Regions from separate parts of the Pan troglodytes genome. Here region 1 is linked to region 2. A link is a contact called in public HiChIP or PLAC-seq data. All regions are on one chromosome and are shown on one strand. The core of a region is the stretch at or near the end of the contact, and the rest is flanking DNA. Distances in the headings are between cores, read along the strand shown.

What was found. HiChIP or PLAC-seq counts read pairs in DNA pulled down with a chosen protein or histone mark.
Region 1: a contact with region 2 is called in an H3K4me3 HiChIP or PLAC-seq map of stem cell-derived excitatory neurons, with 2.8 times the contacts expected there. The contact joins the promoter of ZNF337 here to the promoter of GINS1 in region 2. A contact is called at or near these places in 1 of 7 Hi-C or Micro-C datasets (stem cell-derived neural progenitor cells) and 1 of 1 datasets of contacts at active chromatin or transcription factors (stem cell-derived excitatory neurons).

The regions. Positions count from the first base shown.
Region 1 is chr21:32,240,912-32,247,949 of NHGRI_mPanTro3-v2.0_pri, reverse strand. It overlaps ZNF337 (zinc finger protein 337), which reads left to right and starts at 5,779. Exons shown (of 5, transcript XM_003316857.6): 1 at 5,779-5,916. LOC134809147 (a long non-coding RNA gene) reads right to left here and starts at 5,774. Exons shown (of 3, transcript XR_010154122.1): 1 at 5,580-5,774.
Region 2 is chr21:31,937,667-31,944,453 of NHGRI_mPanTro3-v2.0_pri, reverse strand. It overlaps GINS1 (GINS complex subunit 1), which reads right to left and starts at 2,553. Exons shown (of 8, transcript XR_001712165.4): 1 at 2,103-2,553.

The DNA.
Region 1 (7,038 bases), core at 4,530-7,029, 300 kb before region 2:
AATAAAGGGTATTCAGTTAGGAAAAAAGGAAGTAAAATTGTCTCTGTTTGCAGATGACATGATTGCATATTTAGAAAACCCCATCATCTCAGCCCAAAATCTCCTTAAGCTGATAAGCAACTTCAGCAAAGTCTCAAGATACAAAATCAGTGTGCAAAAGTCACAAGCATTCCTTTACGCCAGTAACAGATAGCCAAATCATGAGTGAACTACCATTCTCAGTTGCTACAAAGAGAATTAAATACCTAGGAATAAAACTTACAAGGGATGTAAAGGACCTCTTAAAGGAGAACTACAAACCACTGCTCAAGGAAATAAGAGAGGACAAAAGCAAACAGAAAAACATTCCATGCTTATGGATAGGAAGGATCAGTATCATGAAAATGGCCACATTGCCCAAAGTAATTTACAGATTCAATGCTATCCACATCAAGCTACCACTGATTTCTTCACAGAATTGGAAAAAAACTACTTTAAATTTCATATGGAACCAAAAAAGAGCTCGTATAGCCAAGACAATCCTAAGAAAAAAGGACAAAGGCATCACCCTATCTGACTTCAAAGTATACTACAATGCTGCAGTAACAAAAACAGCATGGTACTGATACCAAAACAGAGAGATAGACCAATGGAACAGAACAGAGGCCTCAGAAATAACACCACACATCTACAACCATCTGATCTTTGATAATCCTGACAAAACCAAGCAATGTAGAAAGAATTCCATATTTAATAAATGGTGTTGGGAAAACTGGCTATCCATATGCAGAAAGCTAAAACTGAATCCCTTCCTTACACCTTATACAAAAATTAACTCAGGTTGAATTAAAGACTTAAACATAAGACATAAAACCATAAAAACCCTAGAAGAAAACCTAGGTAATACCATTCGGGACATAGGCATGGGCAAAGACTTCATGACTAAAACACCAAAAGCAATGGCAACAAAAGCCAAAATTGACAAATAGGATCTAATTAAACTAAAGAGCTTCTGCACAGCAAAATAAACTATCATTAGAGTGAACAGGCAACCTACAGAATGGGAGAAAATTTTTGCAATCTATCCATATGACAAAGGGCTAATATCCAGAATCTACAAAGAAGGTAAACAAATTTACAAAAAATAAAAATAAAAAAATTGGGTGAAGGATATGAACAGCAACTTCTCAAAAGAAGACATTTATGCAGCCAACAGACACATGAAAAAATGCTCATCATCACTGGTTATTAGAGAAATGAAAATCAAAACCACAATGAGATACCATCTCATGCCATTTAGAATGGTGATCATTAAAAAGTCAGGAAACAACAGATACTGGAGAGGACATGGAGAAATAGGAACACTTTTACACTGATGGTGGGAGTGTAAATTAGTTCAACCATTGTGGAAGACATTGTGGCAATTCCTCAAGGATCTAGAACTAGAAATACCATTTGATCCAGCAATCCCATTACTGGGTATATACCCAAAGGATTATAAATCATTCTACTATAAAGACACATGCACTTGTATGTTTACTGCAGCAATGTTCACAATAGCAAAGACTTGGAACCAAACCAAATGCCCATCAATGTTAGACTGGATAAAGAAAATGTGGCATATATATACCATGGAATACTATGCAGCAATAAAAAAGGATGAGCTCATGTCCTTTGCAGGGACATGGATGAAGCTGGAAACCATTATTCTCAGCAAACTAACACAAGGACAGAAAACCAAACACCACATGTTCTCACTCATAAGTGGGAGTTGAGCAATGAGAACACATGGACACAGGGAGAGGAACATCACACACTGGGGCCTGTCGGACCGTGGGGGTCTGGGGGAGAGACAGCATTAGGAGAAATACCTAATGTAGATGATGGGTTTATGGCTGCAGCAAACCAGCATGGCACGTGTATACTTATGTAACAAACCTGAACGTTCTGCACATGTACCCCAGAACTTAAAGTATAATTTTAAAAAAGGTAAAATTCACAAACCTTTAGCCAGACTAAGAAAAAACAGAAGACCAAAACAAATAAAATCAGAAATGAAAAAAGGAGACATTACAATTGATACCACAGAAATTTAAAGGATCATTAGAAATGATTATGAGCTACTATATGCTATTAATTTGGAAAATCTAGGAGAAACTGATACATTCCTAGATACATAAAACCTAAGATTGAACCATGAAAATATCCAAAACATGAGTAGACTAATAACAAATGAGATAGAAGCAGTATTAAAAAGTCTCCCATCAAAGAAAAGCCCAGGACCTGACGGTTTCATTGCTGAATTCTACCAAACATTTTATAAAGAACTAGTATCAATCTATGCAAACTATTTAAAAAAAAAAAAAAAGAAAGAAGGATCACTTCCAAACTCATCCTATAAGGTCAGTATTATCCTAACACCAAAACCATACAAAGATGTAACAAAAAAAGAAAACTATAAGGCAATATCTCCAATAAACAGAGACACAAAAATCCTTAACAAAATGCTTGCAAACCAAATTCAACAACACATTAAAGTGGTTACTCATCATGACCAAGTGGAATTCATCCCAGGAATGCAAGGATGGCTCAACATATGTAATTCAATAAATGTAATATATCATATCAAAAAAACAAAAGACAAAAACCATATGATCATCTCAATGGATACCAAAAAAGCATTTGTAAAATTCAACATCCCTTCATAATAAACACTCAAAAAAAAAAAAACTCGGTGTAAAAGGAATATACCTCAATATTATAAAAACCATATGTGACAAACCCACAGCTAGTATCATACTGAAAAATTGAAAGCCTTTCCTGTAAGATCTGGAAGAAGACAAAGATTCCCACATTCTGCACTTTTATTCAACATAGTACTAGGAAATCTTAGCTAGAGCAATTACTGAAGACAAAGAAATAAAAGGTATTCAAATTAGAAAGGAAGAAGTGAAGTTATCCTTGTTTGCAGATGATATGATCCTATATTTAGTTAAACCTAAAGACTTCAGCCAAAAAACTTTAGAATTGATTAAGAAATTCAGTAAAGTTTCAGGATACAAAATCAACATACAAAAATGGGTGGCATTTCTATATGCCAACAACAAACAATCTGAAAAAGAAATCAAGAAAGTAACCTGTTTATAAAAGTTACAAATAAAATAAAATAGCTAGGAATAAAATCAACCAAAGATGTGAACGATCTCTACAACAAAAACTATAAAACATTGATGAGAGAAATTGAAAAGGATACAAAAAATGGAAAGATAGTCCGTGTTTTTGGACTAGAAGAATTAATCTTATTAAAATGTCCATTCCACCTAGTCTACAGATTCAATGCAATCCCAATCAAAATATCAATGACATTCTTCACAGAAATAGATAAATTAATCCTAAAATTTATATGGGACCATGAAAGATCCAAAATAGCCAAAGCCATCCTGAACAAAAGTAATAAAGCTGGAGGAATCACATTACCTGACTTCAAATTATGCAAACTATAGTAATCCACACAGCAAAAAGCTGGCATAAAAATAGGCACACAGACCAATGGAACAGAGTGGAGAGCCCAGAAATAAACCCACACATTTATAGTTCAACTTATATCCCACAAAGGTGCAAAGAACTTACATTGGGGAAAGACAGTCATTTCAATAAATGGCACTGCAAAAACTGGATATCCATTTGCAGAAGAATGAAATCTAAAGCAATCCCCTCACCACATATAAAAATCAAATCAAAATGGATTAAAGGTAAATCTAAGACCTGAAACTATAAAACTACTAGAAAAAAACATTGGGGAAACACTCCAGGACATTGGTGTGGACAAAGATTTCTTGAGTAAGACTGCAAAAGCACAAGCACCTAAAGCAAAAGTGGACAAATGAGACCACATCACATAAAAATCTTCTGCACAGCAAAGGAAACAATCAACAAAGTGAAGTGACAATCCACAGAATGGGAGAAAAAATTTGCAAACTATCCATCTGAAAAGAAAGTAATTGCCAGAATATATATAAGGAGCTAAAACAATTCAATAGGAAAAAGACAATCTGATATTTTAAATGGAGAAAAGATCTGAATAGGCATCTCTCAAAATAAGATATATGAACAGCCAACAAGTGTATGAAAAAAATGCTCAATGCCACTAATCATCAGAGAAATGTAAATCAAAACCGCAATGAGATATAATGTCACCCCAGTCAAGATAGCTTTTATTCAAGAGACAGGCAATAGTGAATACTGGTGAGGATGTGGATACACCCTCATACACTGTTGTTAGGAATGTAAATTAGTACAACCACTATGGAGAGCAGTATGGAGGTTCCTCAAAAGAATTAATAAATATATACATGATCCCGCAATCCCACTGCTGAGTATATATCCAAAAGAAAGGAAATCAGTATTTCAAGGATATATCTGCACTCTCATGTTTACTACAGCACTATCCAAAATAGTAAAGATATAGAATCAAAGTGTCTATCAACAGATGAATGGATAAGGAAAGTGTGGTACATAAACACAATGGGATATTAGCCAGTCATTAAAAGAATGAAATTCTGTCATTTTCAATAGCATGTATGAAAATGGAGGACATTATGTTAAGTGAAATGAGGCACAGCATGACAAATACCACATGTGCTCACTCATTTGTGGGGCTAAAAACGTGAACTCATGGAGATGGAGAGTAGAATGAGATAGTTAACAGAGGCTGGGAAGGATGGTGGGTAGAGGAGATAAAGAGGGACTTGTTAATCGGTACAAAAATACAGTTAGAATGAATAAGATTCCCTTACAGTGACTATAGTTAAGAACAATTTTACTATATATTTAAAAATAAAAGAGAGAATTGGAAACTTCCTAAAACAAAGAAATGCTAAATGCTTGAGGGGATGGATACCCCAATCACCCTCATTTGACCATTAAACACTGTATGCCTGTATCAAAACATAACATGTACCCTATAAATATGTACAACTAATATTTATCCAGAATAATTAAAAATTTAAAAACCAAAAGAGAAAAAGCAAACAGCAAGTATACCTAGTAAAGGCCTGAAATATAAAGTCTATGTGGTTTGGCAAGCCACAAAAGATATCAGCATATTATACACCCTACATAATGAAAGAATTCTGGCATTGATGCATAATTAGATAAATGGGGGAACAATTAGAAATTGAAATGCAAATGTAAATTGAGTATACTGAATTATGTAGCTGAAACCTTAAATTATTTGGTAAAAGACTATATTTTTAATAAATTTAATGGGAAATTAATAAAATATTAGAAAATTTTGAAAATAAGTGTATATTCACAGTGTGTACCTGGAGAAAAATTAAACCATTGAGAGATCTAAATGTGAATGATAAAACCACAAAATCCGTAGGAAAATCAGAGATCAAAAGTACTACATAGCAAAAAAAAGAAACAAAAGAAAAAGAAAAGACATACCCATAATCAAAAGACAGTGGTTAAATTATTTACCTATATCATAGAAATGGGAAAATATGCTTAATGTATGTATAGGGCTACCTAAATAAAAGAAATCGCCGGTTCTGAAAGGATCCCTCCACGTCCAAAAGACCATAGGCTCGCCCCACCTGTCAGAGAGGAGTCCTTCCGAGAAGTCCTTCCACGGATTCCGGGTCGCGCAGTCCCGGGTGGACCGCTATGACCAATATTCTGGGGCGTGTACCTGGACGACTCCCGAGGACTCTGGGGAGTGTAGTCCACCGAGGGGATGCGATGCGCAGGGTCGCATAGCCCCCGGGCCGCGCCGAGGATGCTGGGTAGCGTAGTCCCGGCCGCGCTGAGGATTCTGGGTAGTGTAGTCCCGGGTGGCGCAGAGCGTTCCAGATCCCTGGGCGTCAGCGAGCCGTGAGGTGCGTGGTCCACCATCGGTGACCTCACCGCCTCGGTTCGCCCTCAGCCGCCCTGGTGAGCTGCGCTCCTGCGGGTCCCTCTCTGCAGCGCGCCCTTCCGGTGCAGGAAGAAGGGCCGGGAAGGCCTGGGACGTGAGGGCGCTGCTGGGGCCGTAGCGCGCGCTCCTTCAGGCCCGGCGTCTCCGCGTTCTGGGGAGGGGCGGAGACCCAGGCCGCGCCTTGAAGTGGGCGGTGGGGCTGCGGCTTGCCGAGCGCCCCGGGTCTGGGCCGCCACTCAGTCTCCGTTCCCGGTTGCGTGTAGTGGCGGCTCGGGCGGTGAACAGCCCGGATTTCACAGGGGCGCCGAGCAACCCAGGTCCTCTTGTGCCAGGGTCGCCGCTCCTCGGGTGGGGACGGGCCAGCGGCCTAGCGAGCTGCCACGGGGGTCTTTTGGCCGGAGGTGGAGGGGGATTCGGCCACAGCCAGGGTCCACTGGTGGGGTGGGGGTTACAGCCATGAGACGGATGGGCTAGGTCCGACTCGGGTTCCCTCCGACTCTGATGCTCCAGACTTTATTGTGGGAGACGGGACAGGGGAGGACTTCGCCCGCGTGTTTTGGGGAAGGGCCGCTGCTTTGGGTTGGGAGCACCCCGCCTTGGGACGATCTTCCGCGGATAGGAGTGTAGGCCGGGACCAAATGTCCTCGCACGGGCACGTCTAGACGTGTTGTGGTGGAGAGGGGGGCTCTGCGTGGGGCAGCGTCCGCGGGAGGTGAGGTGGCTGTGGGGACCCAGGTGTCCTCTTCCCTGGGGCCTTGCTAATGACGGCAAAATCCGGGTTCTGCCAAAATATATTTTAAAAGGTTTATTCCTAGTCAGTATGAGTGACTGTGGCCCAGGTTATTCAGCCTCAAGAGGTCCTGTGAAAGTGCCCGAGACGGTCGGGCTTGCAGGTTAATTTTATACAATTCAGGGAGACAGGAATTTCAGGTAAAGTCATAAATCAGGCTGAGCAGTGTGGCTCATGCCTGTAGTCCCAGCACTTTGGGAGGCCAGGAGTTCCAGAGCAGCCTGGGCAGCACAGCAAGACCCTGTCTCTACATGAAATTAGAAAAATAAAAAAATTAGCGGGGCGTGGTGTCCCATGCCTGTGGCCTCAGCTACTTGGGAGGCCCAGTCAGTTGAGTCCAGGAGGTGGA
Region 2 (6,787 bases), core at 1,304-3,803:
AACTTAAAATTTGAGTAAAACAGAGAGCTAAACTAAGTGTCAGAGTCAGGTCCAAAATCCAGCTTGGCCGCACCTGTTTGCACAGTCTCTCTGTTCTCTAGGCCTGTGTCCTGATATGTACAATGACCTCTAAAGTTCCTAGTTCTCAGGCCACATTTTAGCATTTACACACTTCTGCATTCCAGCATCTCTACTAAGCTGCAGACTGCTGCCTAACTTTTTAAATGAGGTAACTGCTCTGAAGTTGAAAAAACAATTGACTAGAAACTGGAAAACCTGTATTCAAGTTGAAGCTCTGCCTCCAATATGCTGTAAATTCAGACGAGTTCCTTAACTTGACCCATAATTTGTGTTGGCTCAGTTTCTTCATTTGTAAGACAATCTAATTGTCTGGCTAGGTGCTCTTTAGTGTTCAAAACAAAACTCATTACCTTTCCCAACACACTCTATCTCCTGAACTCTGATGTTGTTTACCCAGTTTCCTAAGGATCCTCCAAGATCCCAATTCCTCCCTCTCATTCATTATGGACCCCATCTCTGCCCCTGCTCTAATAGCTACAAGTCATGTTTGCTTCATGTCTCTAAAACCCAAACACTGATCTCAGTGCCACTGACCTGACACAGTTCAGACCACACACCTCTCACCTGCTCTATCAGCCACCCAGTAGCCATCTCCCTGTCCCATTCTTTCCTCTCTTCAATCCATTCCCCATATTGCTGCTGCAGTTATCTTCAAAACACAAAAATTACCCTATCACTTCCTTGTCTAAAACCCTCTACCAGCTCCCAGCATGCCTTATGAGTGAACAACAAATTCATGTAGGCTGTGAGCCACCTTCCTAGCCTCCCCACAGGCCCTATTGGTCACCCTCTCCAGTGTGACCACGTGACTGTGTGCTGCAGCATCCTTTGGCTGGGATGCCTCGCTTCCTTCTCAGATCAGTAACCTCATCCTTGAGGATGGAAAGGCTCATATGTCACCTCCTCTACCCCAGCTCATACTGGTGTTTCTCCTTCGTGCTCCTTGCTATACCTCCTTAGTATCACTTAGCGTGGTGAATTATATTATCTGTTTTTGTGCCCCTCTTCCAGCAGAATGTGTCCTGTCATCCACATAATGCCTGCTCTATGACATAAGTGAAATATACAATTTAGAGTGCAGGCTCTGGAGCCAGAGTGCCAGGGTTCAAATCCTAGCTTTCTTGCTGTGTCACCTTAGGCAATATACTTAAATCTCCCCAATCCTATGCATATATAGCTGAAAAAAGTAGAAAACAATAGTTTAAACATCAAAAAGTTATTTTTGTTTTGTTTGGGACAGGGTCTCCCTCTGTCACTCAGGCTGGAATGCAGTGGCAGGATCAAGCGATCCTCCCGCCTCAGCCTCCCAAAGTGCCGGGATTACAGGCAGGAGCCATGGCACCGGGCCCTCAAAGGGTTATTAGAAAGACAAAAGATAATGTACATGAAGTGCTTAGCACTCTCCCTGGGGTAGCAGTGATAGAAAAATACAAATAATCATAATATTAATAGTAACAGCAGCAGCAGGAGAAAAGTAATATTAATAGCTAACACTGACTCAGCCCTTACTGTATGTGAGGCATATGCAGAGACCCTTACACGTGCCACTCATTTTGCGTCCACTACATCACGCGTTGGGTACTGTTATTGTCACCATCCCCATTTTTGCGTATGAGAAAACTGAGAGCACAGAAAGCTTGAGTAACTGCCCCAAAGTCACACTACAGAACCAGAATCTCAGCCAGATTCCAGAGGCCTAACTTTTACTGACCACAATTAGATGCCTGAGTGAGCAAGAAATGCTAAATTATCTGGCAACCTGTAAATGTTTTAAGGGACCGGAACAAATCTGTCCAAGGAAAACTGCTAAAATGTGCTCAGATGAGGAAATTCACCAAATCGCTGGGTAGCGTAAGCATGAATGCTTTCTCTTTCCTCCTGAATTTTGTTTTGCTGCTTCCCAAGTTTTCCGGAGCTCGGAGGGAACAAGGTGCGAAAGTAAACCCTGACGGGGAGCCGCCCCGCCCCAGAGCCCAGGGCCCAACGCCGGCATGCCCCGTCCAAGTCTACCCGCCCCTCACGTTGAAGGCAGGCAGTTGCCCTTCGGGCGCGCGATGCAGCTCGCGGATCAGTTCCATGGCTTTTTCGCAGAACATGGCGGACGCTTCCCACTCCCGCGGCCTTGCCAACCACCAGCTCTCACGCCAAAATGGTATCTGCGCTCTCGGCGCCTCACTCCTTTCGTTCTAGTCCTACAGCGCCAGGCTCTCGCCTCGGCCTCCGCTCCGCGCTTTGGCGCCGAACAAAGCTAGCCAATAGGAACGCGCTTACGGCGCCCGAAAAGGGACATCCACCGCTCAGCCGCATTCCAAGAGGGGCGGAGTGGGAGGGGTCTTTCCAAGGTGAGGTCCCCGCCCCGGAGATGGGAGAACCCCTCGGCTGAGCAGAGACGGCTTTTCGAGTTCTCAGGCAGTGGGCCGGGGGACTCTACGGGCAGCAGAGCTGGAAATAAATGCACGCCCCGCAGCTTCCTTCTCATTTTCCTTTTGATTCATTCATTCTCGTTTAGGTTCAAGAAAGGAGCATTTTGAGGTTAAGAGGAAAGGCCCAAAAACTTGGTGTGCATTGGTAGGACGCAAGGGTTTCAGTTTTGCAGTGCGGGTTTTCTGTTTGATATTAAAATGAAACTATCTTTTATTGGGTACCTAGTGCTGGTAGGGACTGCAGTGTGTATTTCATTCCCACAATTATCTCTGAAGTGTTTTAAGACCTGGGATTAATAAGGAAACAGAAGTTAGGTAACTTGCCCAAGGTCACACAGCTCCAGAGTGATTAGACTGTTATTTAGGCTTTCCATTTCCAACACCACAGTACCACCCTTTGATTTTAAAATAGTCTTTTAAAAATATTTGTAATATCTGCCCTAGATTAATACGAATTCACTAGGAATTTTTCTTGGCTAGATGGTTATGGAATATTTCTTAAGCATATAGAAGATGGGAATCAATGCTAAAGAATTGTTTTATTAGGCAATTTTTCAAAAAGCAATGTTAATTTCTAACAAGCAATCTTGGATTTTTTTTTTTTGAGACGGAGTCTCGCTCTGTCGCCCAGGCTGGAGTGCAGTGGCGCGAACTCGGCTCACTGCAAGCTCCGCCTCCCGGGTTCACGCCATTCTCCTGCCTCAGCCTCCCGAGTAGCTGAGACTACAGGTGCCCGCCACCACGCCCGGCTAATTTTTTGAATTTTTTAAGTAGAGACGGGGTTTCACCGTGTTAGCCAGGACGGTCTCGATCTCCTGACCTCGTGATCCGCCCCCCTCGGCCTCCCAAAGTGCTGGGATTACAGGCATGAGCCACCGCAACCGGCGCAATCTTGGATTAATTCTAGCTAACCCTAGAAACTATGTTGATCTTTTGCAAATATACAGTAGATATGTCATCTAAGGAATGGGCATGGGAATGGCCTACTCAGGCTTATGTTGAATAATGACATTGCCTTTTTTTTTTTTTTTGGAGACAGGGTCTTAACTCCCGTTACCCAGGTGGAGTGCAGTGGCGCCATCTCAGCTCACTGCAGCCTCCACTTCCCGGGCTGAGGTGATTTTCCCCCCTCAGCCCTCAGAGTAGCTGGGACTACAGGCTCAGGCCACCACACCTGGCTATTTTGTATTTTAAGTAGAGACAAGGTTTCACCATGTTGGCCAGTCTGGTCTACAACTCTTGAGCTCAAGGGATCCGTCCGCCTGGGCCTCCCAAAGTGCTGGAATTACAGCGTGAGCCACCGCGCCCAGCAAACATTGCCTTTTTGAAACCGCCTTTGAAAAAATTATAATAGAGAAAATTATTACAGTGAAAGAGATCTGACCTAACTGGCTCCATCTTGCTTCTAACCGCCAAGCCATCCTTGTGCATTCCTGGGCTTAGGGCGAATTAACTTGGGGAGAAACTTAGTTTATAGTTTAATTTTGAAACAAATACTTAGCCCTTTACCAAAGCGAAACTCTTCTTGTCTGGGGACTAGATTGCCTTTGCAGGAGTAACAGAGTAGCCACAAGACTAGAAATTTACGAGTCTCGCAGCGGGAGGCTACAAGATTCTAAAACCTCCCCAAGTGCTCCTAGGGATAGCAGCACTATTATAAAACCTAAGACCAGTGCTTGAGATATTTTGTAGACCCTGCACTTGATGGGATCAGCTGGCACCACCCAGATCGATAAACTGGCTCATCTGGTCTTGTGGTCCCCACCCAAGAACTGACTCAGCCCAAGAGGACAGCTTTGACTCTCTATGATTTTATCTCTCATCCAACCAATCAGCACCCCTCACTTTGTGACCCCCTACCCACTAAATTATCCTTTAAAATCCCTATCTTGGAGTTTTCTAGGAGACTGATTTGAGCGATAATAAAACTCCAGTCTCCTGTACAGCTGGGTCTGCGTGAATTAAACTCTTTCTCAGCCAGGCCCAGTGGCTCATGCCTGTAATCCCAGCACACTGGGAGACTGAGGCGGGTGGATCACCTGAGGTCAGGAGTTCGAGACCAGCCTGGCCAACATGGTGAAACCCCATCTCTACTAAAAATACAAAAATTAGCCTGTCCGGGCATGGTGGCTCACACCTGTAATCCCAGCACTTTGGGAGGCCAAGGTGGATGGATCACCTGAGGTCAGAAGTTCAAAACCAGCCTGGCCAACACAGCAAAACCCCGTCTCTACTAAAAATACAAAAAAATTAGCTGAACATGGTGGCACATGCCTGTAATCCTAGCTACTCGGGAGGCTGAGGAAGGAGAATTGCTTGAACCTGGGAGGTGGAGGTTGCAGTGGGCCGAGATCTCACCACTGCACTCCAGCCTGGGTGACAGAGTGAGACTCTGTCTCAAAAAAAAAAAAAAAAAAAAAAAAATTAGCTGCGCCTGGTGGCATATGCCTGTAATCCCAGCTACTTGGGAGGCTGAGGCAGGAGAATCACTTGAACACTGGAGGCGGAGGTTGCAATGAGCTGAGATTGTGCCATTGAGCTCCAGCCTGAGCGACAGAGCAAGACTCTGTCTCAAAAAACAAACAAACAAACAAACAAAACCAAAAAACTCTTTCTCTATTGCAACTCCCCTGTCTTGATAAATCAGCTCTGTCTGGGCAGCGGACAAGGAGAATCCCTTGGGCAATTACATTTTCATCTCTACAGCAAGGAATAGTTTATCTAGGTGTTTTTCCCAAATACACAACTCTAGATTGGACTATGCTGCAGGACTGAATCAAAGACCAGCATGTGCTACCCTCCTCAGCCATAGGCCTTTTTAATTTCAGCACAGAGGCAAAGTTCATTAATGACCCCAAGACTCACTTCCTTAACAGTAGAATGAGAACAGTGGAACCACCTCTAAGGTGTTAAGATGATTCAGTCATACCTTCTGCAAATATTTATGAAATGCCTAGTGTTGAAGTTAAAACCAAACTCTAAAATATTTAAAGAGATTTATTCTGAGCCAATGAGTGACCATGGCCCAGGAACAGCCTCAAGAGGTCCTGAGAAAGCATGCCTGAGGCAGTGCAGTTACAGGTTACGGGTTGGTTTTATGTATTTTAGGGAGACAGGAATTATAGGTAAAATCATAAATCAACACATGGAAGGTGTACTTTTGTTCAGCCTAAAAAGGTGGGATATCTTGAAGCAGGGAGCTTACAGATTTTCTGATTAGCAATTGGTTGAGTCAAGTTTTGTCTAAAGACTGTCAATAGAAGGAAATTATTGAGTTAAGGGGGAGGTTGTGGAGACCAAGTTTCTTGTTATGTGGGTGAAGCCTCATAGGCAGCAGCCTTCTGAAAGAATTGATGGTAAATGTCTCTTTTCAGATCTTAAAAGGTGTGTTAAACTCTTGTTTAACCTCTCCTAGATTCAGGAAAGACCTGGCTGCATTAACGGAGATTCTTTATAGATGCAAATTCCCCACACAAAAGATGGCTTTCCAGGGCCATTTCAAAATATTTCAAAGAAATATATTTTGGGGTAAAACACCTTGATTTCCTTCAGAGTCTGCTATCTGTCATGTGATGCTACATCAGTCAGGTTGGAGTTTGGACCTTATTGCCACTAAGAGTGTGTTTGTGAGTCTTAGGATCTTTATTTTAATGTTAATGCTGGCCAGTTGCACCTATACTCCAAAAGGGAGGGGGTACAACAAGGTGCGTCCCATCTTGCTTCTTGTCATAGCCGATAATTCCATTTTTGTTTTTTTTCAGGTTTCCCTGGGGTCCCCTTGACCCAGAAGGGGTCCATCCAGTCAGCAGGGGATGGAGGGTTTGGGATTTTATTTTTGGTTTACACTAGTATTAGCCTGGCATTGACCTAGATACTGAAAATAAAGCAGTAAACAAAGTCCTTTCTACAGAGTCTACATTCCAGTGTGGGAAAACGGCAATACACAGATACACTGATAAGAAATATATTGGTGATAAAGCACTAAGAATAACCCAAAGAAGATGAATAGAGTGAAGGTGAAAGAGTCAGGGTTTTGAGTTCAAGTGTTCAGAGAAGGCACAGACCTGAACGGGGAGAAAATAACCCAAGTGGTTATGGGCCTTAGGGAAGGCAGGGAATTCCAGGCAGAGGAATCAAGCTGCAAAGGCCCCAGGAAGGTCGGCTGAGGATGAGCAAAGAGGCAGTGATGCTGGAGCAGGTTGATGATAGGAGAGGCCAGCGTCAGGTCAGATGTTGGGAGCTGAAAAGGCCAAAGGGATTGTGACCAACTCAGCATTCCACTG